2 separate regions of the Mus musculus genome follow, and region 2 is linked to region 1. The links are chromatin contacts, called in public HiChIP or PLAC-seq maps. All regions are on one chromosome and are shown on one strand. The core of a region is the stretch at or near the end of the contact, and the rest is flanking DNA. Distances in the headings are between cores, read along the strand shown. Region 1 holds the start of Frk (fyn-related kinase). Region 2 overlaps Frk (fyn-related kinase).

What was found. HiChIP or PLAC-seq counts read pairs in DNA pulled down with a chosen protein or histone mark.
Region 2: an H3K4me3 HiChIP or PLAC-seq map of intestinal villus epithelium shows a contact between it and region 1, with 4 times the contacts expected there. The contact joins the enhancer-like site here to the promoter of Frk in region 1. A contact is called at or near these places in 5 of 39 promoter capture datasets (the 3T3-L1 cell line, 3T3-L1-derived adipocytes, embryonic stem cells and 2 more), 1 of 115 datasets of contacts at active chromatin or transcription factors (intestinal villus epithelium) and 2 of 9 other capture datasets (adipose tissue and liver).

What each region holds. Positions count from the first base shown.
Region 1 is chr10:34,479,871-34,485,757 of GRCm38.p6, reverse strand. Frk (fyn-related kinase) reads right to left here and starts at 2,358. Exons shown (of 9, transcript NM_010237.3): 1 at 2,170-2,358; 2 at 1,389-2,013. The coding sequence starts at 1,753.
Region 2 is chr10:34,539,089-34,544,975 of GRCm38.p6, reverse strand. The region is part of intron 2 of Frk (fyn-related kinase); the gene reads right to left. Among named protein-coding and RNA genes, the nearest start is that of Frk, 59 kb to the right of the region's middle. Within about 2 kb of position 2,720, at least 7 of the 459 cell types and tissues checked have an H3K27ac peak or open chromatin away from gene starts, as enhancers often do. A contact at or near this core is called in intestinal villus epithelium, where this site is marked.

The DNA of each region.
Region 1 (5,887 bases), core at 1,109-3,608:
AACAAGGATTTCATTTTATCTACTTTCTAGTCACACAGCCCTAAACTACCCACCAATATGTCTGCTCTTTGAATGGATAGATGGATGAATGGATGTGGCTTAAATAAATTTATAATTTTTCTTCTTTTGTACCATAAACTGTAGGAAGTATGCAAATACTAAATGAACTCCCTTGTGCATCATAAACCATAGGAATTATTCAATCTCTCTCTCTCTCTCTCTCTCTCTCTCTCTCTCTCTCTCTCTCCCTCCCTCCCTCCCTCCCTCCCTCCCTCCCTCCCTCCCTCCCTCCCTCCCTCTTTCTCTGGAGGAAATATTTAGTTTGGCTCATAGTTACTGAAGGTTTTAATCTGTCATGGGACAGCAGGCATAGTGCTTAAGTTCAGGGTGGAAAGAGCATGTGACAGACTGTATGGTGTAGCAGTAAACACAGGAGCAGGATGGAGTAAAGGCTAGCTACACTCTGCAGAGGCCTGCCCACCACCCAGGCACAATTTCTTAAAGCTTCCACAGACTTCAAACGCAGCGCCACCAGCTGGAGAAAAAGTTTCAGAACCTGAGCTTGCAGGGACATTTCCGTCTGTAAGATGTATTAAACAACCTTTTGTAGTCCATTTCTTACAAGGTTAGATCATTGTTTAACCTCCACGATCAGAGACAGATAACTAGAACTGAGGCAAAAAGCAATAATTAGATGTGTTCATCATCGGCCCCCCTTCTAAAATCACTTTTTCAGGATGAAATCTTAGTCTAGTATTGAAAGAAATATCTCCGTGATTTTTCTTCTTAAAATTTGCTGTCTATACCTGGCCACTTTTTAATCCTAAAAACCAAAAGCTATTTTCGTAATTTGAATATACCTCAGGATCTAGGAACACCAAGAAAGTTTTCTCTGTTATGATTTCACCAGGAAAAAAAAAAAAAAAAAAAAAACTACTACTGTGTAGTTGTTTTGTTGTCTTTGTAAATTAGCCCACTTGTGAGCCTACCATAATGGAAATGGTTGTGGTCAACTGCAGGATTTGTAGCATTAGTTTGGAATGCTTGGAAAGTTTACACTAACTAAACAAATAGCCTCCGATTTTAGATTTGAAAGTAGGTTTAGGAGAGACTATAGCTGCCCGTAAATGAAAATGTAGTTCTATTGAAAGTGAGGCAGAGGGAGAGTATTAGATGGACCATAGGTGTGCCCACTATAATCAAAGTCATTTTAGCAGTTCTCTCTCACTTTGCGAGAAAGACATGCTTCAATTAACAGCTTCTAGAATGCCTTTCCATACACTGGACCGATCTGTGAATGAGAGTCCGTGGATAGGAAGGAAGGAGAGTCAGAGTTCAGTATCCAACCCCGAAAGAATCAAGAAAAAAGTATGGCCGGTGCTACTCACGGCTCTGCCTGGAGACTCCGGTCCTCCGCCACGTAATTGGAAGGAATGTAGCCCTGTAGCTGCTGACCTAAGCCGGTTCCCTTCTTCTCCAAATGTCTGGCCAACCACCAGCCCTCATGCGAAGTGTCCAAGACTTGGAGTTTGTCGCCGGCACGGAAGCTCAGGTCCTCTGCAGTACGTGCTTGGTAATCAAACAGAGCCACAAAATACTGGCCATGGCTTCTCTCGGGCTCTTGTGACCTGGGAGCCTCTGGGGGACAGAAGGCCCCTGGATTCTCAATTACTACTGACTTGTCTGCCTCTTGAGACCAGCACGGGAGAAAAGGCTGCAGGTATGCCCAGAGTCTCACACAGACGCTGCCCATGGTGTTGTTCTAGCTTAGTAGTTGTAGGAGAGGATAGTCCTCTCCCCACAAGCTGTACAGAGCCACGGTCCTCCACCAGGCAGCTTCCAAATCAGCTGCAACTCACCATACCTCCCGCTTCGGATCTCTCCTCTCTCCGGCAGATCTGGGCTTGGCCAAGACACTCACAGCTGGCTTTCTGTTTGTAGCTGCTGCCCTGAGGCAAAACCAAGAGAGGACTGAGCTGGAGGTCCAGTGGGAAGGTGCTTCTTCCTGACTGCCTGGGCACCGAACAATAAGTAAAATAAAAAGGGTTTTATTTAGAGGGACATTTGAGAACAAAGAACAGCCACCTCTCCCTCTGTCCCCGGAAAAAGTTAGAGAGAGACTAACTCCAGGAACAAGCTCCCAGCCCGGCCTGCTCCAGCTGCTCTCACCCTGCTTCAAGCCTGCAGCTGAGAGAGTTCTGCTCTCTCCGGAGCTTTCCTTCTTGCTAATGAATAACCAGGCCGTGGAGGTTATCGCCTTTAACATCCTGAGCTGTACAGACTGTAATAATTCCTCCTAACTTCCTGGTTTCTTTTTGTCTGATCTAAAAGGAACTCCCAGGTCAGCTTTCCCGCTCCCTCCTCCCACACCCAGGATAGACCAGCCCCCTTACCAAGAAGCCAGATTCTTAAAGCAGCCAAAACCCAGAGAAACAGGCTAGCCCAGATGGCTATCTGTCTTGCTATATTCCCTACACAGAATGCAAGGCAGAGATTTATTTCCTCACAAATATGAGTAGGATTGTTTTGATACTGGTAGAGAAAATTTTAAAAGGAGAAAACTGGGTGTTTAGGTAGGATCTGCCAGACATGTGGCAATTGAAAAAGAGCCTTTGAGTCCCTACCATTTTTTTTTTTAATCACTAGGAATAGATTTTAATAGCCTCAGAAGTTTCTGGTGAAAAAAAAAAGAGTAGCAAAGCAGCTGGGCAAAATGCTGAGAACCCGAAAGGCTGCTTTTTCCCACAGAGACATCTCATTCCTGACCCCTTACATCGCTATTTCTGTAGCACGTGTACCCAAGCACACACAGGAGAAACAGGTGGCAGGCTGATAAGAGCATTTGTAGAGATGCTGTCTCTTCAAGTTGGACTTCAGGTCCATAGTCATGCTGACTCCGTGGGGTTGTGGTGAGACCTCAGAACAACTCAGGCTCAGGTTAAGATAGACATTCTGGGACTGCAGCACTGAGGGCCAGCAGAAAAAAATGGAAACAGGCAACCTCGGGAGGGGACCATTTCTTAAGGGAAATAAGGTTGCAAATGACAAAGCAGGCCGCAATGTTCTTTGTCTTCCACATATATGTACACCCATACATAGACACATATCCATCACACATGGCTCACACACACACACACACACACACACACACACACATAAAGCCAAATTCTGAGACATATTTTGTTTTATTTTAATACCATGAGACCTAAAACAGACTGCACGTGTAATTCCTTATTTTACACAGAAATGAAAATAGTGATCATGATACCAATGAATCATAACAAATATTCTGTACCAAACACCATGAACTGTGAAAGTGTGGTATCTTCTTGATTTCTTTAAACATGGCTTACAGATGCTGTGGTCTTTCCTGGGACATCTACATGATGTAGAAACAGAAAGAATGAGAAGGTCTACTAAGCACAGGTGGACCCAAACTCAACTTTAAGTGGATTTAAGACTCCAAACCCTTTGCTATTCTAAATTTTTGTTTGTTTGTTTGTTTTTGGTTTTGGTTTTTGGTTTTTTCGAGACAGGGTTTTTCTGTATAGCCCTGGCTGTCCTGGAACTCACTTTGTAGACCAGCCTGGCCTCGAACTCAAAATCTGCCTGCCTCCTGCCTCCCGAATGCTGGGATTAAAGGTGTGCCCCACCACACCCAGCCTTGCTACCCTAAATTTAAATATACCTTCACTGTGACTAGGTCAAAACATTGTGGGAAATGACAGTGACAAACAGCCCATCCCATCCCCTGAGGAGGTGAAGAGACTTAAATAGCACCAACAACCCAAGGATGTCAGGAAAGCAGTGGCCTGGGAACCTGACCCAGTGTGAGAAGATTTTTTCACGTCGGTGACAGTGGAACTCTCCTGGGCACCCAAGCTTGATGCCTGACAGGTGTCTTTGACACCTTCTCTGGCTGCTTTCAGCAAGTCAGTCACCTATGTCTGCTCAGCCTTCTTTTCATTTATTCCACACAAAAAAACAAAACAAAGAAACAAACACACAAACTCCATCTGAATGACAACTGGTCACTGAACAGGAAATAGAAAATTCCACAGTCTTCAATGGCCTCTCTTACTCCCGGTCATTCATCTCCGGCTTGCCTGAATCCTGAGGTGAATGGCCAGGGACTGGCAAGAGCACAGCAGCCATATGTATCGGCATTCAAGGGTTTTCTGTGTTCCCAGAACCACACTAGGAATGTTGTAAATGATTCAGTATTTAAAGAACAAGGTCTATGAAGGAGCTATGTAATTCTGTTTTGTTTTGAGAAAAAAACTGAGGCTGAGACAGGTTAGGTGACTTGCCCAAGCGGCCAGAGCCACCAGTCAGTTGAACCATGAGTAGTGAATACCCTGCAGACCCGGAAAATATAAATCCTTGGTTTTGTCAACTCAATAAACAAATAGGTAGAGAGAGAGAGAGAGAGAGAGAGAGAGAGAGAGAGAGAGGTAGATAGATAGACCTAATGCATCGTGAAGGCTAAACTCTCCAGCAGCCTTCAGCGTATTTGGAATGAAAACTAAACTCAAAACAAACAAAGCCCCATAACTCCCCCAATGTCATGGTCTTTCACTCCTGTTATCAATTCCCAAATCTGCTTGCTACCAATAGCTCCTGAAAACAGAGTCCACATTCCCTACTATGACACAGCCTTCCTCCGCTCACCCCTCCCCCCCATGACTTATTTCCTTGTCATTTTTCCACATTGGCTTGAGTGGCATCTTCTCTAACATAATAGGTTAGTACTTTGTGCCCTGCTGATGTCTGACACCAACTTTTACTTGGCTTCTCAGTGAGCCCCTCTTGGTTCCCTTAGTATTTGCTTTCTCAGACTAAAACCCTGTTTTCTGAACCTTTGATGCTTCTCAGAATGTCTCCAATGTAAGTAGTAGAATATTTGTGAATGACTTAGTTCACAAGAATGGAAAGTGAGAGATGCATATGGAGAGGGGGAAAGGGCAGAGAGGGTGAGGACAAAAAGGAAAGGAGGAGAAGTATAGGAGGTGGGAAATGGGTTTAATGGGTTTGAGGTGAAACCACACTTTTGAAATACCTGCACAAAGTGAAAGAGAGTCTGGAGGGTGAAAATGGCCTCAACATAAGGATTTTTGAAGTTATCTCTCTGATTTTAGACCCTTACTGAACCAGCTGCCCAGACCAGCTTTCCTTCCTCTGGCAACTGTCCCCTCTAATCCCTATACCAAGCTTCCAAAGAACATTAGTAAAGTTTGTCTGTTGCACAGTAACTTTCAGCAGATCCTCACTGCCTGAAAAAAAATATGGCTTGGAATCAAAGCTGAGGAATGTACACTTTATCTGGACTTTATCAGACATGGCCTTTCGACATCATCCCGCTCCATTACATCCCTGCATTAGTCCTCCAGCTCAACCAAATTGCTTTATTGAGGCTCCCAGTAAGCCTTATCTGTTGCTACATCTAGTTCTGTCTCCTCTGACATTCTTTTCTCAGCATTCCTTCTCCTCCCAGAAGATGCTGGTCTGCATTTCAAAGTCTGAATAAATTCCTATTACTTCCTTAAAGGCCTTACTGGGCATCCCAGCCAAAACAAACTTCCCTTCCTCTGAGACTTTTCTGGCTCTGAATGCCCTGCTCCTAGTAGCCACTGTAAATTTAACACTCCTCCTGTGTCTGGTTTTCAGAGTGTTGTGACATGAACTCCCACTGCTGTTTGGTAGCATTTCTGCGCCAGTTCATGGCTTGTCAGGTCCTTCGGTCTCCACACTACTGTTAGGTCACTCACCAGTCTGCAGGCTCAGTGGACTCCACCTGCTAAAATTTTGTCTAAGTTCTGCCCACAGTTGCCTGGCAACAGCCAAGTACGCCTGACTCAATATAAAAGAGGCTGTTTGCCCCCTCCTC
Region 2 (5,887 bases), core at 1,471-3,970, 59 kb before region 1:
AACTGCATTATAATGCCATCCTTCATGCTGAAAGATGATGCACCTGCTGCAGATTGTGATCTTTAGAGCACATGATACTGTCGAGCAAGCCTAACTGAGAAACAGTAATTCACCTCTCTCTTTGCACCTGTGGAAACTCTTCCTTAATTTGAGGTTGAAGCTCCTGCCAGAACTGCCAGTTGCTGTCATTGGCTCTGACTTTTGGAGACCTAGTTGGCATCATTCTAGAAGGGCATGCACACTTCAGGCCTGACTGTTCACCAAAGTATTTCAGCCACCCCCTGACCTGCTGTTCTTTTGAGCAGTGAACAAACAGTGAGGGCCCAAAAGGAATCTAAATATCATAGATCATGTGAAATGCCACAGACGATCATGTAGGCATGGTCCTTAAAATGTGGTTGCTAGTCCAAGAATATCAGCTTTGCCTGGAACCATTAAAATGAAAAATCTCAGACTTCAGTACTGATCGACTCATGCAGACAGAGCAGGGCTATTGTCCAGCAGTCAGGAGCATAAGAAACCTTCCATGTTAATTTAGAATGTGTACAAGACGCATAAAATAAGCCAGAGTTTGACACTTAGCTGTGAAAAGGAGTTATTCAGTAAAATGATACCTTAAACATATAACTCATATGCTTTATTGATACTTAAAAATAATGTTTTTATTGTATATCATACCATAACATACAGTATCCAAAAGAAGAAACCTGTGATAACTCAGATGCTGAGAGAAAGAAGTGCTCCTTTAAGATTAAAACAGAAAATAAATACCTGTCATGGAAGTAAGACATATGTGACCAAAGCCCAAATGTGTTTTACAAATAATTGTCAGGCATCTATCATACTGACATGAAAATATCTGAATGTTCCCATGAATATTCCAGTGTTGGATTAAAGTGCTAAACTTGAGAGTAATAGAGGTGTTCTATTTGTTTATATTTTATAAAACCAGCATGTGTGTATATGTACACAAATGTGTACACATCTCTAACATTAGTGAGACATGAAGAAAATAATGACGTTCTTCAGTTTTCACTCTATATCCTTCTTTAGGTGTGAAGATTTGTAATAAGACGTAGTTTCAGAATAACTTAACATCTACTTTAATATACACAATGAAATGAAGTCACTTAAGAAAACATACAAAAATCTACATGTTACCGGGTCAAGATTCAAAATGTTGACAATCAAAATTGATAGATACAAGAAAAATACCAGTGGAATCAGAGAGAGGGAAGTACAGATGAACAGACAAACAGATGGAACATACCAGCCAGGGTGTTGAACATTAATAATTCCAGGAACATCTCAGAAGCACAGTCAGCCACTTAAGAATGGCAGCATGGTCGGAAAGTGGTGGTGCATTCCTTTAGTCCCACCACTTGAGAAGCAGAGGTAGATGGATCTCTATGAATTCAAGGCCATCCTAGTCTACAAAGTGACTTACAGGACAGCCATAGCTATTACACAGAGAAACCCTGTCTCAAACACACACACACTCAGAGAGAGAGAGAGAGAGAGAGAGAGAGAGAGAGAGAGAGAGAGAGAGAGAGAGAGAGAGAGAGAGAGAGAAGGAAGAAGAAGAAGAAGAAGAAGAAGAAGAAGAAGAAGAAGAAGAAGAAGAAGAAGAAGAAGAAGAAGAAGAAGAAGAAGAAGAAGGACGAGGAGGATGAGGACGAGGAGGAGAATGACAATAGGAAATTCATTTAATCCCTTGTACCTCAACATTATCATTTGTGAGTAGGAATTTTAGCAATGACCTGACATGTATTGTGAGATTAAAAGAAATCATACATGTAAGAGCTTGTTATACAGCCATGGTCATGCTAAGTAGCTCAGATAAGAACTAAATGAAGAGAAAAATTGTATGTTTGCTTTGGATATTCTAGATTTGAAGTCATGATAGAACCATGGTTAATATATAAGCAGGATCTTATATCTCTAATTGTCCCAAGTGACCCTTCATTCATACCCCCCCTAATAAATGCTGTCTTATTAAATCAAAAAGACTAATGAAATCTGCATTATGATTATCAACTGATCATCTATGGAAAAAAGAGACAACATTAAGAAACATAAAGGGGCTAGAGACATAGCTCAGTGTGTCAGAGTGTGTGTTATACAAGCATCAGGATGTGAGTTCAAGTCTCTAGTACCTACATAAAAATCTGGATGTAACAGTGCTGCTCAGGGCAGGGACAAGACAATCTCTGGGGATGGTTGGCTGTCAGCCTACTTCCAGTGAGAGACTCTATCTCAAGGAATAAAAAACAGTTTGTGTAACCACACACACTAGTGCATAACCATATACACCCCTCACAAAGCAATATACTCTTCCAAAAAAAAAAAGCATTAAAGAATATCACATGTAAATTTGTTAAATAATATCACATCTAAATATTATTATCAATCAAACGTTATGCCACTATGAAAAGAACAAGCAAATAAACATATTACCTTCACTAAGAGTTTATTATTTCATATACTAGAGTCTGAACTGCAGTATCAACTGGTAAAAATCGGTATCTAGGTACTCATAATTCTGTATAGATGTGTATAATTTCCTCCTGCAATTTAAACAGAAGCACAACTATCAGTAAATGCTGAAACTGTTGATAAAAGTTGACCTCTGATATCTTACTCTGTTCCTACACACTAACGCAGCTGGTCTTCAAATACCATAGGCAGTTCCTAGAGATGAGGGAGGAACTATGTCTTATAAGCAAACAAGGAACAGAAAGTGCAGGTCAACTTGGCAGAGTCACTAAGTGGCAAATAAGTTAGAACAACACAGCAGTGGAATTGGGGTTAGGATGTCTTTGCTATCACCATCATCGTCACCACCACCACCATCATCATCATCAATCATGACATATACTATGATGAGTAAAACTACTGTACCATGCTCAGGAGATGTCAGCCAGTTACAAAATGCCTACAGTTTGCTGGGCACACATATCCACATCTAGTAACTTATCATAGCTAAACAAAAGCCTTCCATATAGAGTAACTTGGAGCTATTGTGGCTCCATATCCCTGTATCATTCACCTGCATCTGTGTTTCAACAACACTGCCAGGAAGGCCTCTATCAAGTTCCTGTTCCAGCTAATTAGGCCCCACCCCTTCTAAGAACTCTTCCTTGGTTCAATGTCTCCTTGGCTCAGGGTCAGCTATGGCTGCCTCTCCACCTTTTGACATGGCAAAATCATAAAAAAGAGAAGGTAATTCTCAGGAAGATTATGTTGTTCATTCTTTGCTTTCCTTTTTTCATCACAACCTTTCTTTTGTTCACCACACAGATTGTGGCAATATGGTACCATCTCTTCTTTTTCATCTTAATCCTGAGTACCTCATCATCATATGCAAGAGCCAAGCACAGATGTCATGAATCTTCTATATTGCCTCTGTCTACCCCTACCTCATGCAGACATGCCTGGAGCTAGCCTCTGAGAGTGTGATGGGCTACATATATCTCACCACATGGACAAGGTTGTTTATTATCATTGTTGTTTGGTAAGTTGGTTGTTTTGTTTTGACTATCTTGTACAGATTGATTATGAAATAAAGCCTTCTGAAGTGGAATGTCAGGCATTTGAGCATGTGGACATTAGCCACTCATCCAACTTTGTCCCACCTGCAACTGCCGCACCTAATGTACACTTAAACTTCCTTCCCCAACATTCCTACAGTATTCAGAGAATGCACCTCACATTTGACACAAAGCATGAGAAATTAGTGCACCTATTTTTAATTGTTTATTTTAGGTAATTCACTTGTTGCTGAAGACCTCTCTAGGCCAAGGATCATGTATGATACCTTCACAGATGGCAATATGTCCTTTGGAGCTCTTAACAATATTTGATAAAACTATTAATGCATTGAACTTTGACATGGCATTTATAGTCATGTTGATTCTGAACACTGAACTTTAGATAATGTGTTCTTATATAATCTTCAGTGCCTATTGAGTATCTTACAGTATAAAATGTCTGTGTGCTAGAGGAGAGTTGTGGTGCAGTTCAGACGTTAATTAGCCTTAGATTATATATTCCTATCTGACCTCCTTTTTCTTCAAAAAGGAGAACCTTTGTTTAGGAACATAAAGATAAAAAAAAAAAAAATGAGACTGACTTCTCTATCCTTTAAAACAAGAGCACATTGACAGCTTACATGGTAAGAATGTTGATCCAAAGATGTCACTCGAGGTTAGTATTTGAGGTAGAACTTGTAGTCACATAAGAAACTAGGAAGTTCATTCTTGGATCACTTGATAAAGCATTTCTTATAGCTCTTGTCCACCTGAATAATCAGCTCAGAGGGGGAATTTTGGAGGAACTAAACTGGGTTTCATCATTGGAGAAGGTGAATGTTCGTTAAAGAATCTTGTTATAACCTGAGCCTACTTCCCTCCTAGTCAAGAACATGTGACTCATTACAGAACACACCATGGGGGAAAAAAATAGAGAATATAACAAAGTTCAGATAGATAACCCATCTCAAAGTATGATGCCATTTCAGAATTCCCTAAGGATGGAAAGCATATGTTGATTAATCTGTGAAATAACATATAAACAAGTGTAGGTCATCAGTTCCAAAATAAAATGTAAATTCTAATGTAACTGCTTAGTTTTTGTATAGGTGTGGTCCTGTTTATTGAAGAAACTGGAAGAATGGGTCAAAAGCATTAATCGTTAGTTTCTTCCTCATGTTACATGAAGGTCAAAGGCAACTGACCTTGGGGTGTTACAGCAATGCATTATTTCACTAGTTATCACAAATGCTTATCTTCATTGTCTCTAAGCCTTTTCATAGTAGTATGATGCTATTTCTTCTCATGAGAAAAAAAAAACAGGAATTTTTAGGTACATACATGTTTACTGATCTATAAATGGGGTTACATGGCATGTATGTTTGCATGCATGTTCACACAGATACAGATACACACACATGTGTGTGCACACAGAGAACAGAGGTTGACACCAGTTGTTTTCCTTGATTTCTCTCTACCCTATACATCAAGGTAGCAATACATTGATTATTGCTGACTCCCAAGGTTCTCAGTGCAGCTACTCTAGCTAACAAGCTTGCTTAAGGGTTTCCATGATTCTTAGCACTTCTGGATTTATAGGAGCCACTTAACATTTTATTGGGTGCTGGGAATCCACTCCCTGATCCTCATGTTTACATGGCAAGCAGTTCAAACACTGAGCCATTTCCCCAGGCCCTCAAAAAGTGTGGAAAGTTACTTAGTTTTAAAGATTTCCCAGTGTTATAAATGGTATCCTTCCGTTTTTATTTAAAGCATTAAAACTCAAATGATATACAAAATATCCTCTTCTTTGGGAATTACTGTTAACTACACTGGTCTAAATGGTGAGATGAGCATTAGCAAGCACACAACCACCACGAGTTCAGATACAAGAAAAACCTGAGCATTTAATGTCCTGCAGTGGTGCCTACCATGTCAACACTAATGACATGAAATTTCTGATCTCTAATGAAATACTGTAAACAACTTGAAAGCATTGCAACCTTCTCTTAGCCTACTATATCTTGTTACCTACAGAACTAGTAATTGTATCATTTTCCATGTACTTAATATGCCAGAATATCGGTAACATCAAATTTATACCAACTATACTGTGAAAAGATGAAAAAGCAAAAGGCCTATTAACCATTGCTTTGATAGTTTTGATAGTACCAAGGAAGAGATAACAATTTAAGTAGGAAGTTAAGGGGGGGCATGCAATTGTAAGGATACAAAGTTCAATTAGCAGTTGATGTGCAAGGTGAGTCAGTGGTAGGAATGAGCTGGAGGAAGAGAAGCCGGTTAAGATTCCGCTGGGATACTTGTAGGGGAGAACATTCTATTTTTTATTTTGTGAC